Regions from separate parts of the Macaca mulatta genome. Here region 2 is linked to region 1. The links are chromatin contacts, called in public Hi-C maps. All regions are on one chromosome and are shown on one strand. Each heading gives the region's core, a stretch centred on a gene start, on an enhancer-like site or on the middle of the called end of the contact. The rest is flanking DNA. Distances are from core to core; before and after follow the strand shown.

Region 1 (5,515 bases), core at 1,567-4,066:
GTGCTATGTATTTTCTCAGTCCTAGCATCAGCCGTTTCTCTGAGGAGCCCTGGTTCCATCAGAGAATGGCATCAGAAACAATGCCTGCCAGGTCTATTCTTTGTACAGATATCAGTGTTTTGTTTACTGATTTATATGAACTCTCCATATATAAACATATCGACCTTTTATCATATATAGGAACTGGTTTTCTTTTTAGTTTGTCATTTGCCTTTTCATTTGGTCTATGACCAAACTGAAGCACACAAAAGTTTAAAAAAAAATTTTTTTTTAATGTAGTACAGTCTGGAAGAATTTTCCTGGAGTGCCTCCAAAATCAAACAAATATCCACTAAGTTCTTATTATCATTTCATTTCTCACATTTCACCTTCCCCCCACTCCACTGCCTCCTATGTGATGATACATTTCACTCTTTAACTTGTCTGGAATTTACTTTTATTTTTCATGCAAATAATTAATCCCCTCTGCCAGTACCATTTCTAGAAAAATTATTTCTTTCTCAACTAAATTATAATACTGGCCTGTATCTTAAAGATCTTCTGTATAATATTTCTATTTCTGAGCTTTATTCTATCATATTGATCTGTTTTTGAGCTAGTACTATATGTTTTAATATTCTTTCATTTAAAATGTTTATATATTCTCATGATATTGAAATTTTCATTCCCAAATTTTCTTTTAAACTAAACTCATGTGAACTTTAACATTCTTGTCTTTGGTTGGCAGGAGAAGGCTGTTCTCTGTTCCTTGTGTCCCCTTCTAGACACTCTACACAGAGGAGCAGACGTGTACACTTACATAGTTATTTTCATTCAAATGGCAGCAACTTTACCTACCAATTCCTACTTTTTTTTCCTTATCAGTACATCCTAAAGATGGATCTGCTTCAAATAAGCAGTTTTGAAACTTTTTTTTTCTTTTTTTTTTTTTGAGATGGAGTCTCACTCTGTCACCCAGGCTGGAGTGCAGTGGCGCGATCTCGGCTCACTACAGCTTTCGCCTCCCAGGTTCAAGCGATTCTCCTGCCTCAGCCTCCCAAGTAGCTGGGATTACAGATGCATGCCACTGTGCCTGGCTAATTTTTGTATTTTTAGTAGAGATGGTGTTTCACCATGTTGGCCAGGCTGGTCTTGAACTCCTCACCTCAGGTGATCCGCCCGCCCCGGCCTCCCAAAGTGCTAGGGTTACAGGCATGAGCCATGGCGCCCGGCTAAACATTATTTCTTTTTAAAATGTATAGGGTGGGGGTGTTCCTTTTCTCAAATGAGATCCTGTAGGAAGCCCCAAAAGTAGAGTGGGTAAAAGTGGAGCTTCTCTGACTGAAGTAGGAGGTGGCGAGCTCTACAAAAAACCCTTGGGGCATCGGGAGTTCAAAAAAATATTAATGCTTGAGTCCCACTCTCAGAAATTGGAGTTCCACCTGCAGAGATTGATTTAGCGTCTCCGGTGGCCTGGTCTTCAGCATTTCCTGAAGCTCTCTGGGATTCCATGTCCAGCCAGGTGTGGGAACCACACCTAGAATATTAAAGAGGTCTGCTGAGACCTGGTGCAGTCAACTACACGGAAACACGGTAAGGACAGGTACCTCGAACTGTCAACACGTCTCACCCAAGAATACTTTGCCATGTTTCTCCATTGATTCAGGTATTTATTCAAAAACTTCTTCACTAAAGTCTTACCATTTTCTTCACTTTACCACCACATTTCTAAGTATTTTATATTTTTGATTTTTATTATGAATGGGATCTTTGTTTTATCCCATTATATTTTCTCTAATGCTTATTTTTAAATTTTTTTATTTCCATAGGTTATCACTGATATATATCAAAAGGACTAATTTTTTATTTTAATTTTGTAACTAGGCAGTTTTCTTAATTCTCTTACTGGGACTAATTTTTTTTTTAACTTCAGGTGTAACAAACTGACAATTATATTCTCTGAAAACAATGACACTTTTGTGTCCTATTCTTCCAAGTCCTCATTTCACCTTATTAATCCAAATTAGCTAGGAGGAAGAGTGGTCACAGGGGGGCTGAAAATGAAACAAAACCTGACACAGGAGCATATCAGAAACCAGTGGCTTTAGGCCGGGCGCAGTGGCTCACACCTGTAATCCCAGCACTTTGGGAGGCTGAGGTGGGCGGATCACCTGAGGTCAGGAGTTTGAGACTAGCCTGACTAACATAGTGAAACTCCATTTCTACTAAAGATACAAAAATCAGCCAGGCATAGGGTGGGCGCCTGTAATCCCATTTACTTGGGAGTCTAAGGCAGGAGAATCGCTTGAATCCAGGAGACAGAGGTCGCAGTGAGCCGACATTGTTGCACTGCACTCCAGCCTCGGCTGGAGTGAGACTCTGTCAAAGAAAAGAAAGAAAGAGAAAGAGAGAAAGAAAGAGAAAGAGAGAAAGAAAGAGAAAGAGAGAAAGAAAGAGAGAGAGAGAGAGAGAGAGAGAGAAAGGAAAGAAAAGAAAAAAAAGAAAAAAAAAGAAAGAAAGGTAAAGTAAAGAAAAGAAAAGAAAAAGAAAAAGAAAAAAGAAAGAAGGAAAACAGTGGTTCTCGGCCCCGGTTCTAAGAGAAAACAGCTGGATGACTCTGAGTGCAGAATTTGAGGTTTGTCACTTCCCGGCTTCGTGACCTTGGGCAAGCCTTTTTAGTTCATAAAAGGGAAAGAACAAGCCATTTCCCCCCAGGCTGGTGTCAGGATTAAAGAAGCCACCAGAAGCGCCTGGCACGGGGCACTCACATGTAGGCACTCACTCCTTCCTGATCAGTTTCCTGATGCAGCTTCACACGTTTGTCAGGGAGAGACACCCAGCGGAAGTTAAATATTTGTGCATAAGAACTACAAAGTGATTTCAGGGCCAAGGGGGAAAGGTTTTCTCTTAAAGCATTTTAGACATTTCTCCCACAGTCTGATTTGCCCTAGAGGAAGTGGGATAGTTAGGAAGTATTTTCCAAGCAAAGCGAGTAGAAATCCTGAAAGAACACTCACCCCCCAGCTGGGCTCTGCAGGACTCCCCGGGCTCTGCCTGACCCTTGTTGTCCCACAGCAGGAGGTGGCATTTCTGCCACACTTTGTGAAGGAGGCTTTAGGGAAAGCAGTTCATAAATGAAGTCGTAAATGTATCCAAGACACTTTGCAAATCTTTTTTTCCTGGCCATGGGTATGCTTCCGTAATAACGGCTGGAGGGAAAGGAATCTGAAGGGAAGCCGCTCGGGCCACCACCAGAGGGCGCATGTGCATTGCAGATGGCGCCCTCCTCCAGGAGGCGTGAGGACAGTGGGTGGGATGAAAGGAAGCCTCTCCTGCAGGGCCACCCACACCGTGGAGGAATCAGTGCCAGCTTGAATCATAGTCATAGCACTGTGCTAACCACTTCCTCGATAGCGCCGCACTTAACAGCCACGACCCACGGGGCAGGTGCTGTCACCATCTCCCCTCTGCAGGTACGAAACAGGCTCCCAGAGGTGGGAAGGTTTGCCCAAAGTCACCGGGCCAGGCCTCAGATCCAGGGCTCATCACAAAGGGCGAGGATGGAAGAGCCATACAGAAGCGGCTGCTGTCCAATGCAACACCAGGTGCATCAGCAGGCACTCAATAAATATGTGACCAACAGACAAGCGGAACCACACTTGGAAAGGAACAAAGAGAAAGATGCTACATTCATTAAATATCGAAGAAAACAAAGTTCCCATATAATGAGGGAGGTTTTCGTTGGGATGCAGGCCTGCAAAGATCTGGGCTGAAAAGGACAATTCCAAAATCAGGAGTGATGCTGGTGTCAAGGGTCAATAGAGCTAGCTCTGTGTAGCTTCAGGAATGCAACAGTTCCCTTTTTGAATGAGCACATCGGATTTCTTACAACTCATGTTATTCCAATTGGATCCGCGTCAGTGATGACATCAAGGCAGTTCTTGCCTCTGAGAATCCACAGGAGCCTGAGTTATCTTCCTAAAAAGCCACCCACCTGGGCGGGCCTCCTTTATCGCTCCCTTGATTCTCAGCAGTGAGAGGAGAACACTGTGGGCTGACTTCCTCAGAGAGTCTCTAGATTTATAAAACGCCAGTGACAACTACAGGAACCAGTCCCCACTGAGGGACCATCTGCCAAGATGTCAAGAGTTACTACACACGCTGTTTCACTCTTGCTCAGTTCACAGAGGGAGACCCTGTCCCCAAGTCCCGGTGAGGTCTGAGAGAAGAAGGTTCCACTAGGGGACCGGCATATCCCCACTGACGTCAGCCTGCATGCACGTTCCAGACAAAGGCAGAAAGGCCCAGAGCTTGCTAACCACATCGGTTCTGCTTGCTCTGATAGAAGCCTGTGGAATGAAGGCTTTGTCTTTGCTTTAGCTGAACCCCTCTGCTGACCTGTTTACCCTTGTTAGACCTGGGCAGGCTGAATTGCTTCCTGAACCCCTGGGTCTGGAGTGTCACCAGTTAACAATTAATTGGTTACTAGTTACAGGCAGGGGACACAGGCAGCATGAGTCACTGTCCCTATACGAACAAGTCAAGGCCAAGCCAGGCTGTGGATCAATAGTACCTTGGCAATTTGGAACAATAACCTGCCCAAGGTTTTCTGCCAAAATCCTGACCACTCCCTGGATACCAGGGGTGGGGGGTGGGGGGATGTGACTGCCTAAAGCTGCCAAAGAAATTATGAGCTGGCATCTTTCCTTTCTGCTTCCTTTACATAAAGTTTGAGGTCAAGAACAATAGTAATGTCCACAGATATGACAAGCTATTAAGTCGTCCTTTTTACAGATCAGAGTCATCGGAGTCTAACTATGGGTGGACAATTTCCCACACAGCTGCTTCTTGGATAGAGCATCTTCTGACTGTTTTTAGCCTGAGGACTCATCCTTAAAGTAGAATGTTGGTCACGGCATGTCCTGGTTCAAAAGAAAAGCTGCTGCACATCAATGTTCACAGCAGCATTGTCACAATAGGACAAAGGTGGAAGCCACCCAAGTGTCTATCAGAAGATGAATGGATAAGCAACAAAATACGGTGGATAGATGCACAGTGGGACATTATTCAGCCTCAAAAAGTGAGGAAATTCTGACACATGCTACAACATGGATGAACCTTGAAGACATTATGCTAAGTGAAACAAGCCAGACACAAAAGGACAAATATTATATGATTCTACTTATATGGGGCACCTAGAGTAGTCACATTCACAGAGACAGAAAGTAGAATGCTGGTTGCCAGGGGCTGCAGCGAGGGGTCCCTGGGGAGATATCGTGGGACGGGTACCGAGCTTCAGTTTGGAAAGATGAAAAGGTTCTGGAGATGGATTGTGGTAATATTTGTACAACAATGTCAATACATTAGTAGCACTGACTTGAATATGTAAAATGATTAAAATGGTAGATTTTATGTTATATATATTTTACCACAATAAAAAATCTTTTTTTGTTAGAAATGCAAATTCAAACACATATATACATACATCTCTTGAAATGTGAGCCTATAGTTTGACTGAAATATTTTTGTAGTAAAA
Region 2 (5,515 bases), core at 1,656-4,155, 310 kb after region 1:
TTAGACAGGGTTTCACTCAGTCACCCAAGATGGAGTACAGTGGCATGATCTCAGCTCACTGCAGCCTCTGCCTCCCAGGCTCAAGCAATACTCCCACCTCAGCCTCCTGGGTGGGAGGAGTACCTAGTACCACAGGTGCGTGCCACTATGTCTGGTTAATTTTTGTATTTTTGTAGAGACAGGGTTTCGCCATGTCACCCAGACTGGTCTCGAACTCCTGAGCTCAAGCAATGCCTTAGCCTCCCAAAGTACCGGGATTACAGGCATGAGCCACTGCGCCCCGGCCCTCAGTTTATTTTTAACAAGTGGAATTGCCGGGTCAAATGATAACCCTGTGTTTACCTTTTGAAGGAACTACCAGACTGTATTCCAAAGTAGATCCACCATTCTACATTCCCACCAGCAGCGTGTGGAACTTCTGCTTCCTCCACATTCTCACTAACACTTGTTACCTGCTTTTTTGATGAAAGCCATCATAGTGGATGATATGGTTTAGCTGTGTCCCCACCCACATCTCATCTTGAATTTTCATGTGTTGTGGGAGGGACCTGGTGGGAGATAATTTAATCACGGGGGGCAGGTCTTTCCCATGCTGTTCTCATGATAGCGAATAAGTCTTACAAGATCTGATGGTATATAAGGGAGAGTTTCCCTGCCCAATCTCTCTCTTTGCCTGCAACCATCCACCTAAGATGTGACTTGCTCCTCCTTGCCTTCTTCCATGATTGTGAGGCCTCCCCAGTCATGTGGACTGTAAGTCATTAAACCTCTTTCTTTTGTAAATTGTCCAGTCTCAGGTATGTCTTTATCAACAACATGAAAATGGACTAATACAGTGGATGTAAAATAGTATCTCATTGTGGTTTTGATTTGCATTTCTTCGACAGTTGTGTTGAACCTCTTTTCATGTGGTTAATATTTGGACAAATGTCTATTGAGATTCTTTTCCCACTTTTTAATTGGGTTATTTGTCTTATTGTTGAGTTTTAAGAGTTCTATCTATTCTAGAATACAAGTCCCTTAACAAATATACGATTTGCAAATATTTTCTTCCATTGTGTGTGTTGTCTTTCGCTTTCTGGATAGCGTCCTCTGTAGCACAGAATTTTAAATTTTGATGAATTTCTATTTATTTTTTTCTTTTGTTGTTCATACTTTTGGTGTCATATCTCACAAACCATTGCCAAATTCAAGGTAATGAAGATTCACCCCTGTGTTTTCTTCTAAGAGTTTTTTATGTCTCAAATTTAGGTCTTTGATCCATTTTTAGTAAATTATGAGTCCAAGTTCATTCTTTTGCATGTGGATATCTAGTCCCAGCGCCATTTGTTGAAAAGACTCCTCTTTCTCTATTTGAATTATTTTGGCACTTTTGTTGGACATCAGTTGACTGTAAATGTAAGAATTTCTGGATGTTTGGTTCTATTCTACTGATCTATATGTCTATCTTAATGCCAGTACCACACTGTCTTGATTACTGTAGATTTATAGGTTTTGAAATCAGAAGTTTGAGTCCTCCAATTTTGTTCTTCTTTTTCTGTATCATTTTGGCTATTCTAGGTCTTTTGAGTTTCTATGTGAATATTAGAATTAATTTGCCCATTTTTGCAAAGAAGCCAGCTGGGGGACAGGGCGTAGTGGCGTGTGCTGACAGAGATTCTGTTAAATCTGTAGATCAGTTTGGGGAGTATTGCCATCTGACAATATTTGGTCTTCTGATCCATGAACATGAGATATCTGTCCATTTTTTTTACATTGTCTAACATTTTTCAACAGTGTTTTATAGTTTATAGAGTATAAGTTTTGTACTTCTTTTATTAAATTCCTAAATATTTTATTCTTTTTTATTATATTAATAAATGGAATTGTTTTGTTAATTTCATTTTTGGATTGTTCATTGCCAGTGTATAGAAATAGAATTGATTTGGCTGGGCACAGTGGCTCATGCCTGTAATCCCAATACTTTGGGGGACCAAGGTGGGTAGATCACCTGAGGTAAGGAGTTCAAGACCAGCCTGACCAACATGGTGAAACCCTGTCTCTACTAAAAATACAAAAATTAGCCAGGTGTGGTGGCGGGCACCTGTAGTCCCAGCTACACGGGAGGCTGAGACAGGAGAATCACTTGAACCTGGGAGGTGGAGATTGCAGTGAGCTGAGATCGTGCCACTGCACTCTAGCCTGGGCGACAGCGAGAATTCGTCTCAAAAATAAAAATAAAAATAAATACAATTGATTTGTATATAAATTGTCATTGTATACTGCAATTTTGCTGAACTTGGTTATTAGTTCTAATAGTTTTTTCATGGATTCCTTAGGATTTTCTATATATAAGATCATATCATCTGCAAATAAAGTTTTTCTTCATCTTTTACAATCTGGATGCCTTTTATTTCATTTTCGTATACCCTAAATCTTAAAAAATAAATCTTAATGTTCATTTTTTGTTTGCTTAAAGCAAAGTTCAGTACCAATTATATCTCAATAAAGCGGTTTTAAGGAAACATTTTAACTTCTCTTAAAACCATCACAGTTGTGTGTGGGGGAAGGTGGGAGGGAAGCTGTTAATATGTTGGCCCATTTCCTTCTAAGTTTTTTTCTAGGTATATTTGGACGCTTAGCCATAAATATAATTGGACTCATATTGTATAGATATTTTAGTCCTGTTCTCAGGAACTCAATGCACAGTCAAGCCGTTCTCAGGATTAAGGGGCTTTATGAACATTAAAAACAAAATCTTAGCCCCGTCAAATGACGGTGTCCTGGCACAGGAGGCGGTGGAGAGGCTGAGTGCAGCTGCACACAGAGCACCCCTACTCCTGTGGGGTGGGGGGGCTGTCCCATGGCCTTGCGCACAGCACAGCACCCAAGTCCCTGCATCTCTCTCATGGGAGAAAATGAAGGTCACACAGACCGCCTGGATTTCTTGGGCTCTTTTAAATGTCTAAATACCTCTAAATGTCTGGTTTTTCTGCTATTCTTTAATCCTTAGATAAGGGTTCAGACACTGTGCTTCCAAGATGACTTTGGGACCAGGGTGTGTGAGGACGTGGGAAGGCGTGGCCCCTGCACGAGGCCAGGCTGGGAAACGCCGCTGTGATCACATCCCTCATCACTGACTGCTGACCACCTGGCAGTTTTCCAGGACCAAGCCTCCCGCGCTGTGTGATTCTGGGAACATCTCCTCTGGCTCACAAGGTCTGAAAAGCAAACCAGTCAGCTATGGTATGGAAAACAGTTTTTACTGCCAGAGTTCTTCCCAGCAGGTTCTTATGCGACTTGTTTGTGCTTCTGCTTGGCCCTGATCAGTTCATGTTCTGGGCAAAGGCACTCGCTAAAGATTGTTTCAGCAGACGTAACATTTACATTTTCCAGTGTCAATAAGAAGGCTTCAAAAGCAGGATTTTTCATAGGGGCAAAATATTACATTGTCTGATTAGATCATAACAGGTTTAACCAGTTCCTCCAAAAAGAGACTGGGATCTCTTTGAGGGCCGCAAGCACTGAGTTCTTAATGTACTTCCTTGGATAAGGTTGTGTGTCACCAGCAACGGTGGCCAGCACTAAAGCTATCCCCCATCTTTCCAACAAGGACAGTCCACAGGCAAGCCCCATCACTTAAAGACATGGCAGGGCTGCCCAGGGTGAGGTCTGGCCCTCGATTCTGGTTCTTCTGTAGAATCCACAAAGCCTGATACTCTTTGGCCACAGAAAAAGAGAGTTTTCCCAGTGGGACATGTTAGGGTTGAACACTTCAAAGAGAACAATTTACTTCTAATATCAGTTCTGAAGGAAAGCAGTAAGGAATTCCTGTCAGACCTAGGCTGCTTGTATTTACAGGAACCTACGTGCTTGCCAGGCGACCCACACAAATCCCTCCAGGTGCCAGGGTGTGAGTCAACACTGGTAACTCAACATGGACAGAAGGGCAGACACAGGCCTGGAAATCCTTCCGTGTGCCTAACGAGTTCCCCGCAGCCTCATGGCATTGCTTGTAGGTTTCATGGCATCTGGGCAGACCCTCTGGGGCTTCTGCCCACCATTTTTGCCTGGCTCTCACCTCTGTGGGCCACCTCTGCAGAGAACTGTGCTTGTCATCCTCCCAGCTTCAGGACACTATCATCACTGACAGGGCATGTGACACCTCTTCTGGCTTTTTTTTTTTTGCTTATGATTCCTTTAGCTCCCATACCCATCTCCTCACCAGTATGTTTGAGATGTATCCCTAGATGTGGGTGTCCTCACAGCTGCCTGGTGTCACTGTGTGTATATTTGCATTTTACTCGGCTTTAGTCCTGGCTCATTCTACTTCTTACTTGTTGCTGCTGCTTCTGCTTCTGCTGCTGCTGCTGGTGTGTGTGTGTGTGTGTGTGTGTGTGTGTAGTTTGTGACTCCTCAGGCCTCTGCCCATTTGATATCAAGAACATCAAAACCACAATATGAAAATCACTTGGGCAGTTATGTCTGGTGCTGACTTGCTGAGATCCCAAGACCTAGGCCAGTGTTATCCATGTTCTCCCCAAGGGGCCAGTCATGTCAAATGTGGTGTCCTCTGGTTTATTTTGAACTGATTCCTTCTCCTACCCACTAAGACTGGCATGTATTTAAAATCAGGCACGTGAGGACTCCTCCTATGGATTCCACAAGAACCTTGGGTGGGGGCTGGGGTTACATGGCCCTGAAAAGTTTCTCCAGGGGTCCAGATCTGGGGTCCCAGGTCAGGGCCGCTCCCCACATCTGGCAGGAAAGTTGCACACCACCTGGGCAGTGCTGCAGCCTCACCCACAGCACACACTCCTGGGCCTCCCCTCTGCATCTGGTAGGGCAGTGCCAAGGAGGAGGGCTCCAGGCCACCCCCGCCCTCCCCACTGGGCCTGCGCAGGCCCTACAGTACGCAACAGCCGTCCTCTCTTCAGAGGTCCTGCCGAGGGGAAGGCTAGTTCTCTCCAGTCCTCAAGAGACACATGACAGCCTCAGGCTGCCGCCTCTTTTCAAGTCTCCACAACACAACACGTCCATTCTGCCTCTTTTTGCCATGACAGGGTCAGCCTTAAAACCCCAAGGCCATCTTCATTCCTACTTTGGGCTATAAGTGGGGCTGGAACAGGGGTCAAGACCTTGAACAGGAAAGTCTGGCTCTTTTCCTGGAAGGAAAATACCTTTCATTTTTCCCTAATAAACCACAAACCCACTCGTCTGCCCCCACCCAACAAGGATGACCAGAAGCACTTAAACAAAAACCCCTGAACTAAACAACCAAAATTTCACAGTCGCTCACCTAGCAACCTGCCACACTAACATTTATTGAGCTTATACTGCATCCTACATGCTCTGCTAGGCACTTGGTAGATATAATCTCATTTTATCTTCACCAAAATGCCATGAGGTAGAGACAATCGTCTGCGTTCTCCAAATAAGAAATTTGACTCTTAAAAACACAAGTTAGGGAACTTTCTCAGGATCGAGTGAGAACTGGCACCTACCTGATGCACATGGTTGAGATTCATATAAATTA

The links. A called contact is a pair of places that touch in the nucleus more often than the background predicts.
Region 2: a Hi-C map of fibroblasts shows a contact between it and region 1, with 7 times the contacts expected there. The contact joins two enhancer-like sites. A contact is called at or near these places in 10 of 14 Hi-C or Micro-C datasets (CD4 T cells, blood, cortical neurons and 5 more).

The regions. Positions count from the first base shown.
Region 1 is chr3:92,075,980-92,081,494 of T2T-MMU8v2.0, forward strand. The region is part of intron 6 of EEPD1 (endonuclease/exonuclease/phosphatase family domain containing 1); the gene reads right to left. Among named protein-coding and RNA genes, the nearest start is that of ANLN, 97 kb to the left of the region's middle. Within about 2 kb of position 2,817, at least 11 of the 40 cell types and tissues checked have an H3K27ac peak or open chromatin away from gene starts, as enhancers often do.
Region 2 is chr3:92,385,791-92,391,305 of T2T-MMU8v2.0, forward strand. No RefSeq gene overlaps it. Among named protein-coding and RNA genes, the nearest start is that of SEPTIN7, 120 kb to the right of the region's middle. Within about 2 kb of position 2,906, at least 4 of the 40 cell types and tissues checked have an H3K27ac peak or open chromatin away from gene starts, as enhancers often do.